2 separate regions of the Oryza sativa genome follow, and region 1 is linked to region 2. The links are chromatin contacts, called in public HiCAR-type maps. All regions are on one chromosome and are shown on one strand. The core of a region is the stretch at or near the end of the contact, and the rest is flanking DNA. Distances in the headings are between cores, read along the strand shown. Region 1 holds the start of LOC4347258. Region 2 holds the start of LOC4347251 (heat stress transcription factor B-4c-like).

Region 1 (5,130 bases), core at 2,376-4,875, 98 kb before region 2:
CTATCAGTGACGGGCCACAACTTTAGACCCGATTGAGATAACATTCCATATCTCAAACGGGCCTAAAGTTGTGGCCCGTCACAGATGATCACAGATGACCATCATCTGTGACGTGCACCAACTTGAGGCCCGTTTGAGATAACAACTAGGCCCGTCACAGATGACTCATCAGTGACGGGCTATATACTTAATCTCTATCGGGCATTAACTAAAGCTCGTCACTGATGACTATTTTTCCATTTTTCATATGAAATGTTTATATTTGTAAGTTGACTATAGCAAAATAATTTTACGGGTAGTAGATGATTTCAAATGGAAAAAATGTCAACAACAAAGTTGTATAACTTATCAATATTTACAACTTTTAGTTTGGTCATTTTTCAATATAACATTTTTTTGAACAGTTTGAATTTAAATTTAAAAATATGACAACTTCAAACAACATTTTCAAATACTAAATAATTTCAATTGAAAAAGTCATCAACAACAAAGTTGAATAACTCATCAAGATCTAAAACTTTTATTTTTGTTATTTCTTCATCTGACGAAATGTTAGTAATATTATTCACAAATTTTACATATATGTGTTATAGTTTATAAAAAACCAGATAAGAGATGTCAATTTTGTGAACAATGTTACTATCACTTTGTCGTATGAAGAAATGACCAAAATAAAAGTTTTAGATCTTGATGAGTTATTCAACTTTGTTGTTGATGACTTTTTCAGTTGATATCATTTAGTATTTGAAAATGTTGTTTGAAGTTGTCATATTTTCAAATTCAAATTCAAACGGTTCAAAAAATGTTATATAGAAAAATGACCAAAATAAAAGTTATAGATTTTGATGAGTTATACAACTTTGTTGTTGATGACTTTTTCAGTTGAAGTCGTTCACTGATCTAAAATTCTATTTGAACTTTTCAAACTTTGAATTTCAAATTTCAAATTGTTTAAATAGAGTCAGATGGAGAAATGACCAAAATAAAAATTTTGCACCTCGATGAGTTCTACAACTTTGGTTTTGGTGACTTTTCCATTTGAAATCATTTAATAACCCCAATTTGATATCCTGGCCTAGGGCATAATAGTATTAATAGAATACTCATACCAACATGTTACAATTACTTTTCTGGAAGCCAATATCTAAAGAACTTTGACGTTAAGTGTGCTTGGTCTAGAGCAATTTCGCGATGGGTGACCGATCGGGAAGTTTGAACTTCCTGCGTGGGTGCACACAAGTGAGAGCTAGCCAAAAAATAAAATTTATTTATTTTTGGAATATACTCATCTGTGACGGGCATTAACTCTAGCATAAGTTAATGCCCGTCACAAATGACTCATCTGTGACGGGCTATAGTTAATGCCCGTCACAGATAAGGGTCATCTGTGACGGGCGCTAGTTGTGGCCCGATTGAGATAGGTCATCTGGGCTATAGTTTGACTGGTTGTCTGGGTCAAAGCTATCGATGACGGGCTTTACTTAGGGCCCGATTGAGATAGAATCATCCGTGACGGCCGTTTGCCCGATTGAGATAGCTCTTCACATCAGTGACTTCTAACCTGTGACGGACGCCATGCTCGATTGAGATGGGGCTTACCGCCCGATTGAGATGAGGGTATCCGTTCTAGTGAAATTTGTAACAAAAATACAAGAGCACAATGAGAACGTCAAAAGGAAGGCACCCATTACCATTGTTGTTTGTCATGAGTAAAGTCCGCCGTCAAGCGCAACCTCCTCCCCCCCCCCCATCTCCCCCAACTCGTGGATCTGGCCGTCCCTGGACACACGACGGTCAATGGCCCATGGCGAGGTGGAGATTGAGGAAGGCAGGCGGAGTGAGCGGCGTGAATGTCGAGCGGGTCCCTGACCTCGTGGCAGCCAAATATGGCCACCTCCAAGCTCATGTAGGTCGGATCTAGCCTCCTTCTAGACACCTTATAAGGGGAGGACGTTACCAATCGTCGGGGACTCGTCGCTGTGGGGGAACAACCCATCCTTCTCTTGAGCTCATGACAGTCAGATCTGGCCACCTCTTGTTACGTGGATGCTAGATCTGACTGAGTGCAAACCAGTTGCTTGCCAAAGGAAGGACGTCTAGTCCGCACTATGTCTCCTAATCTAAATCCGTGTGAAGGGATCATGGGAATAACAAACAAGAACGGAGCTACATGTGTCAAGGAACTCGGTTAAAAAAAAGTTTAGCTATAGCTTAACTATTTTCATTATATATGTACCCATTAGCTCAAACTTGCGTATCTGTATTAAACTAAATTCGACCAAAACAAAGTAAAACAAGCCTGGTAGGATGGCCAGCACATGCCCGCTGCACCCCCCTCTCCTCTCCTCAACCAGCGACGCGCGAGGTTCCCTTCTCCACCACCGGCCGCAGGGATATCAGGGAGAGAATTAGCAAGCCATAAGTCCAAATTAACGTACGGATGTACGCCTGTACCCACCCACTAGGCATATCAGGACTTCCCAAATGACAACATCTCAAGTCAACATTTCCAAGAAACTGCGAGCAATCTCAAAATTCTCAATGGCGTACGTACGTACAATGTACACATGACCGTACAGTGGGTAGGGATCCCAAACCTGCAAAAATAATGCGGTGGCCAGCGTTGTATGCACCCCGCTCTAGTGAACCCATCAACCGGTGCGTAGTCCCTGGGAGACCAAAATCATGGCAAGCAGGTGGATTTTTCTATTTCCATTGCAGCATGATTGAATTTTTTTAAGATGCCACCACTGCTGCCAACTTAGCAAGCATTCCCCTTGCCCTGACCTTGGCACATCGATCATGAAGTCCTATCCACTGATCCACATGTACAGGACTCTGGTTTCTGGGTTTTTGATTTATGAACACAGGTGTCCTTGGCCCCCGCTCCTCGTCACAATCGATATGTAAATGATGATACTCCATCATCAGCCATAGTAGCCTAGAGTCATTCGGTCTACAGTTCTCTAATCATCGGCCAGCAAAATTTTTTGATTTTTCAGGATGATTGACCCGGATGGAAGGAGGAATTCGTTGTGCATGTAAACAGCTGGAAGTTTAGAATTTATGCCTAACAATTTCCAGCTGTGCAAATTGAACGTGACTCAATTGATTAGGTTTCTTAAAGTGGAATCAGCCCATCCAAGTTTAAGTCTTAAACTTGACACGGGTATTTGTATTTATGGCTAATTTTTTTTTTTGCAGTAATGGACGATATACCCATCAATAAAAGGACGTCCGTGGAGACTTAATGAATTAAGATATAGTAACCCAGTCTTCTGGAGATATTCATATAGGTACGATGTGCGTGTGTGTATTTATAAGGGGTGAGTACACTATGTTATAAGCTTTTATATCGTGTTTTTTAAGAAAAAAAATAAAAAATTACGGCTGTGAAAATAAACAAAGGCCGTTTTTACATGGCAAAAGCGCGGCAGAGCGAGCCAAACTGGAGCCGCACGGTTGCCTCGCGTCGCCTTCGGCGGCCCAGCGCCCGCATGAGCTGCAGTGGGGCCAAAGCCCACGGGCGTAGGGCCCAGATTTGTCGTACGCTCGCTCCCTCCCCTGATCCCCCTCCGCCCGACGCGCGGCCACGGCTTCCTGCTATATAACGCTCGCCTCGCCCCACCTCTCCGCCCATCTCCCCGTCTCTCTCTCCCTCTCTCTCCGAGCAGCGAGCAACGCCGCCGTTTTCTTCGCCTCTCACAGAGACGACTCCTCGCTCTCGTTGTCAAGCAGAGGGAGGTTACGAAGAGCGCCGTTGAGGCGGCTGTAATGGTGGACGTGGACAGCAGGATGGCCGGGCTCGCCCACCCGGCGGCGCACGCGGCGGGGCTGCGACGCCTGTCCACGCGCGCCGCCGCGGGGCCACCGTCGGCGTCGGCGTCGCCGCGCCACGGGTTGCACTCTTTTGACGGCGTGGCGGCGGCCGTGCTGTCGCATCTTCGGAAGACCGGGGTGGTCGTTCTTCCCGGGCTCTCCGACGCGGAGTTCGCCCGCGTGGAGGCGGAGATGGGGTTCACGTTCCCGCCTGACCTCCGCGCCGTGCTGGCGATGGGGCTCCCGTCGGGGGCTGGGTTCCCGGACTGGCGCGGCCGGGCGTGGCTCCGCGCGGCGTTCGACCTGCCCATCGCGGCGGCGTCGCTGCAGATCGCGAAGGGTGCGCTGTGGCCGCGGTGCTGGGGGCGGAGGCCGTCGGACCCCGACCGAGCGCGGCGGTTAGCGCGGTCCGCCATCAGGCGCGCGCCGCTGCTCGTGCCGCTGTTCGACCGGTGCTACCTTCCCTGCCGCCCCTGTCTCGCCGGGAACCCCGTGTTCTTCATCACCGACGACCGCGTGCTCTGCTGCGGCCTCGACATCCTCCATTTCTTCACCCGCGAGTCCTCGTTCCAGCCGCTGGACGTGTCCTCCCCGTCGGCGACGCCCTCCTCCGGCATTTGCACGCCGCACACGCGACGCAGCCTCGACGCCGTCTGCGGCGGCCAGGCGCTGCGCTGGATCGAGTTCTGGAGCGACGCGGCCTCCGACCGACGCCGCCGCGTCTCATCATCCTCGGAAGCCTCCACCGCCTCCTCATCGTCGTCCTCCTCAGGCTGCCCTTCGCCACCTCCGAGGTCGACCCCGCTCTGGGTCGACAACTACCTCGACAAGCTCGGATCGGTGCTCAAGAAAGGTGGCTGGAGGGACAGAGAGGTCGACGAGATGGTCGAGGTCACCGCCTCCGGACTGTTCGACGGCGAGGAGGCACCCCCAGCCGACGCCGACGCGGTGCTCGACGCGCTGTTCCTAAAAACGGACCGGTGCTCGGACTCACTCCGGCGAGCAGGGTGGACCTCCGAGGACGTCTCGGATGCGTTCGGGCTTGACCTCCGTCGGCGAAAGGAGCAGCCGCGGCCAGCCGTGCAGATACCGCCGGAGATCGCCGCCAAGGTCCAGCGCCTCGCGCAAGCGGTGGCGAGGCCGTGACCTCACCGGGCACCGGCCGAACATGTGGGGCCCTGCCGTTTCTTCCTCGTCTCTGCGTTTTTTTCCCCGCATAGGAGGAATTAAACAACACTTATGTCAAGTGAAAAGTAAACTAGCCCATGTTCGTGTGCATGAATACACAAGTAAATTAAGATGTGTTCATGT
Region 2 (4,861 bases), core at 1,432-3,931:
CGGGATCGTAGAAGACATCTGGTTTTGTCTTGGGCTCGATCATTATACGATGTTTGTTGCTAAACAAAAAGAAACCAGCGCTAGTGAGATGGAGTATATCTATGTCTCTAGCTTAGATCAGCTCGTTCTTACGGTATGCGACGCGAAACGTTGTATTTTCGTCAATGGATAGGAATAACGCATGGCTATTGTGGGGAGCCACCTCTCATTTCAGGTGGCCATTCTTGAGTGAGGCTGTTGGCACCCCACTACAAACGATTTCTTTCAAGCACTGTGGTTTTAATTTTTTAAGCAGGTCAATTAAAAATTAAAATTATCCCGTAAAAATGGTTTGCCTGTAAAAATTAGCTAAAGTGCGCCGCCCGTGAAAATTCAATCGCCCAAAAAAACCTTCCCCATTTGGCGGCCACTAAGTCCCTCCTAGATCCTCTCTCTCTCCCTCCTCAATCCCTTCGTGAAGGCTACCACCCATCGTCGTGGAGGGTCATGGACCGACGGTATTACCTGCCTCTGCCCTCCCTCCCTCCCTTCCTTCCTTACCCCACCCAAGGTGAGCTCCGAGCTCATCTATGACAGTGAAGGGAGAGGGGCGGTAGCAACCAGAGGAGCTGTGAAAAGGGCTCAGCAACAACAACAGCGAAAAGGACTTCCGGTGATTGAGTTTATAGTAGTGTGGGTAGACGTATTGTGCATGTGGCTATCATTTCTGTGTTTGGCAAGTACGTAATATGTTGCCTATGAATAGATAACATTATAAAAATTTAGACGACTGACTAAAGTAGCACACGAGAGAATTCAATAGTAGTATGTTTTTTTATTGTGCGCTACTTTACTCATTTTACCTGGATATGTGTTTCTTGTTTTTAATATCCCTCCATCCTATAATGTCCAAATTATTTTTGATAATTGGCTTAGGAAGTACTATTACTACTTTTTTCAAATGAGAAAACATGTACAAACTCGCTATTGAGTTGAGGGTGTTATTATCTAGATTTAAAAAAAAATCGTTTCAGTAAACCAGTGAATAAGTTGAGAATGAATAAATATTATTTATTCCATGGTTTGAAAAAAAAAATGTTTTCTCAAAATTCTTTCTTTTGCTACTGCTTTGCTAAGACCAATTGTTTTAAATCATTTGTTAAATTTATTTATTAACATATTTAATTTATCCTTATAACTAAATTAATAATCTTTGTAATAATCTAAATTAATTAACTGGTGCTTTATTGATGGATGAAAACTTAGGGCCTGTTCACTTTGATGCCATTTTCAACCTTACCAAATTTTGGTAAAGTTGCCAAAAAAAGTGGCTACATTTAGTTTGCTGCCAAATTTTGGTAACTATATAAGAAATCCTACCAAAATTTTGGCAAGTTGCCAAAATTTGATAAGTTTTTTTTGGCATCAAATTAAACATGCCCTTACACTCCTAGTAAAGATATAGCAGTAAAGCATGCATATTGCATATTTTTTTCATCTTTACTCCTAGTAATCAACATTATATTATTTTTGTCTGTTGAAAGATTGTCTCTTTCTTCGGTTAAAAGCGTCGGCTATAGGACATCCCCTCGAGAGTTTAAAATTCACTCTCGATGTGCCTTTCATACCTCACGATGAGTGATCTTGATTAACCGCTCCAAATATCTCCTCTCGAACGATGATTTCTATCATCTCAATGCAAGTTGAGGTCACGCGTCACAGAATAAGAGCAGGTACAATAGTAGACTATTAGTCAGCTATAAACATATTTTAATAATATAAACGATAAGAGAGAAGAGCAACGGGCTACAGATCTATAGCCACCTGCAGCACAAACTCCAAGACGCAATGTGTGTATGATAGGTGGGACCACATATTAATAGTATAGTAAGCAACTATTATATGAATTGGCTATTAAATTAGTTATAAATGAATTGAAGTTAGTAGCTGGCTATACTATTAAACTTAAACTTGATCTAATTCTAGTCACGGTGTAGTATCTCCGTATTATTCTTTTTGAACTGCAGAACAGTGTAAGATGCATTGACCGGCCAATAGGGATGGCTGGCACGGCTTCCCTCTCGTTTCTCTGTAACGGAAAAAAGAAATCGGATTTGAGATGCTTCCAAAACTGTAGCAGGGCTTGTCCGGCAGGGACCTTTCCTGAATTGCACGAGGAGCCGGGGCGTGGACCGGTAAAGATCGATCCCCTTCACTTCACCGTTTCTCACGCTGTTACTACGAGTCCGTAAAAACGTTCCGGGTGAAAAGAGGAGAAAGTGGCGAAGAAAAGGTTAAAAGAGGCCGCAAAAGATCGCCGAGAAAGTCCAGAAAACAACCGGACAGTGCAGGTAGAGGAGAGGAGAGAAGAGCGGGTGCTGCTGGGCTGGTGGATCACTGGATGAATCGGATGGTTTTTTGTTTGCGGAGGCGACGCTGCATGCTGGCGCAAGCGTCACGGGTCTACCTTGAAAGTTGAATCTCAAAACTTCCAATCCCTCTCTCCAAAACACCCAGACAGACAGAGCGACACATATTCCCTCCCACCACCCCCACCGCCCACACGCTCCCCGAGGCGGGCACATCCATCCCACAAGGCCACACCCCACACACCACGCCCCCGATTCCACCGTATTCACCACCCACCCGGCCACGCTCTCCTCTCGGTTAAAATAGGAGTCACTCTCACTCACTCCACCCCGGCCACTCGTAAACCCCGAGAAACCTTGGCGGCTTGGCCGACTCCTCGTCTCTCCGGTTGATACTGTTGTGGAGTAGTGTAGTGGTAGCGAGCTCGTAGATCTTCTTGGTAGATGGAGCGGTGCGGGAGCTGGTCGGACTGCGAGGCGGCGGCGGCGGCGGCGCAGAAGGCGGTGCCGGCGCCGTTCTTGACCAAGACGTATCAGCTGGTGGATGACCCGGCCACTGACCACATCGTCTCGTGGGGGGACGACCGGGTGTCCACCTTCGTCGTGTGGCGGCCGCCGGAGTTCGCGCGCGACATCCTCCCCAACTACTTCAAGCACAACAACTTCTCGTCGTTCGTCCGCCAGCTCAACACCTACGTAAGCAAAGCGCCATGCCGCCACCTTCTGTAGTTCTGTTCTCTCGTGCGTTTTGATGCGTGTAAGTAACGACGTCGTTGCAATGCAGGGGTTCAGGAAGGTCGTGCCGGAGAGGTGGGAGTTCGCGAACGAGTTCTTCAGGAAGGGGGAGAAGCAGCTGCTCACCGAGATCCACCGCAGGAAGACGTCGTCCGCATCGACGGCGTCGCCGTCTCCGCCGCCGTTCTTCGCGCCGCCGCACTTCCCTCTGTTCCACCACCCCGGCGTCGCGGCGGCTCAGCACCACCACGCGTTCGTCGGCGACGACGGGGTTGTGGCGGCGCATGGCATCGGCATGCCGTTCCCGCAGCCGCATTGGCGGGAGCCGAACTTGCCGGTCGCGACGCGCCTGCTCGCGCTAGGCGGGCCCGCGCCGTCGCCGTCGTCGGCGGAGGCCGGCGGCGCCGGGCGCGCCGCCACCGCCGCGGTGCTGATGGAGGAGAACGAGCGCCTGCGGCGGAGCAACACGGCGCTGCTGCAGGAGCTTGCGCACATGCGCAAGCTGTACAACGACATCATCTACTTCGTGCAGAACCACGTTCGTCCCGTGGCGCCGAGCCCGGCGGCGGCCGCGTTCCTGCAGGGCCTCGGCATGCAGGCGCGCAAGAAGCCCGCCGCCGCCAACGTGCTCAACAACTCAGGCGGGAGCACAACGTCGAGCAGCTCGCTCACCATCGCCGAGGAGCCTTCCCCTCCGCCGCAGCAGCAGCATCTAGCCGGCGAGAAGAGCGGCGGGGAGGCAGGCAACAGCAGCGCCGCTCGGTCATCGGCGCCGACCAAGCTCTTCGGCGTGCACCTAAGCGCCGCCCCGTGCGGCGCCGGCAGCAAGAGAGCGTCTTCGCCGGAGGAGCACCCGCCCACGTCGCCGGCCACGAAGCCTCGCCTCGTGCTGGAGTGCGACGACCTAAGCCTGACCGTCGCGCCGTCGTCGTCGTCGCAGCAGCAGCTGTCAGCCGCCTCTTCTCCAACAAGCACCAGCTAGTCAAGTCAGCACGCATGCAAACGCCAACGCGACTCCATGCAACGACGACGACCATTTTGCTGTTCTAATCCGACGCGTTTAGCTTCCTAGTTAGCTCACCTCTTCTGTTCTCGCGGTCAAGGTTAGGGTTCTAATTCCGCAGCGGTGCAAAAGCCCAAGTGGGTTAAACCTTGGTGCAAGCCACCGTGTGCCCAACTAATCGAACAAGCAAATCAGGTTTTCTGTACAGATGTAACGCAGCGTCGCCACTACCACCACATAACGTACATACTCGGTACTGGAGTATAGTACGGTGCGTAGCAGCAGCCGAGAGGCTGACCCCTGGACCGTGATAATGCTTCAAGAATCCAACGATCTTTTGGACGACAAGTCCGGAAAGGGAAGCCTTTCGCTCGCGTGTGATCTCTTTCCCCGTTCTTCTTTTGTAGTAGTAGTACTACTCCTGCTGCTTGTTGCCACCTCTCGTGCGTGATCTCTCAGGGTCAAAGATGTGAAAGGCAGTTACAGCTATGCAGGTCCTTTTGCTCACATGCAAGGGAAGAGATCGGCCGGGATGGAGCGAACCAGCGGACAGCGAGGCCGGCACAGTCTTTGTTTCCGGGATGCTGTACACGTAACAGTAGCTGGAGCAGTACTAGTACTGTACTCCTACTGGACTACTCGTAGGTATACCAGGCAGCTACGAGTAGACAAGTGAAAGAAGAGGAAGCTACGGTAATGTAGACTATCTGTCCGATCGTGAGAACCGAGAACGGCGCAGCGTCATGATTAGGAGAGCTGTGGACGAGATATGCTC

Evidence for each region. HiCAR-type assays count read pairs that join an accessible place to other places.
Region 1: a HiCAR-type map of leaf shows a contact between it and region 2, with 2.1 times the contacts expected there. The contact joins the promoter of LOC4347258 here to the promoter of LOC4347251 in region 2. A contact is called at or near these places in 2 of 4 datasets of contacts at active chromatin or transcription factors (leaf and seedling).

What each region holds. Positions count from the first base shown.
Region 1 is chr9:21,588,343-21,593,472 of ASM3414082v1, reverse strand. It overlaps LOC4347258, which reads left to right and starts at 3,625. Exons shown (of 1, transcript XM_015756372.3): 1 at 3,625-5,130. The coding sequence starts at 3,775. The coding sequence ends at 4,965.
Region 2 is chr9:21,489,672-21,494,532 of ASM3414082v1, reverse strand. It overlaps LOC4347251 (heat stress transcription factor B-4c-like), which reads left to right and starts at 2,681. Exons shown (of 2, transcript NM_001422783.1): 1 at 2,681-3,044; 2 at 3,133-4,451. The coding sequence starts at 2,793. The coding sequence ends at 4,065.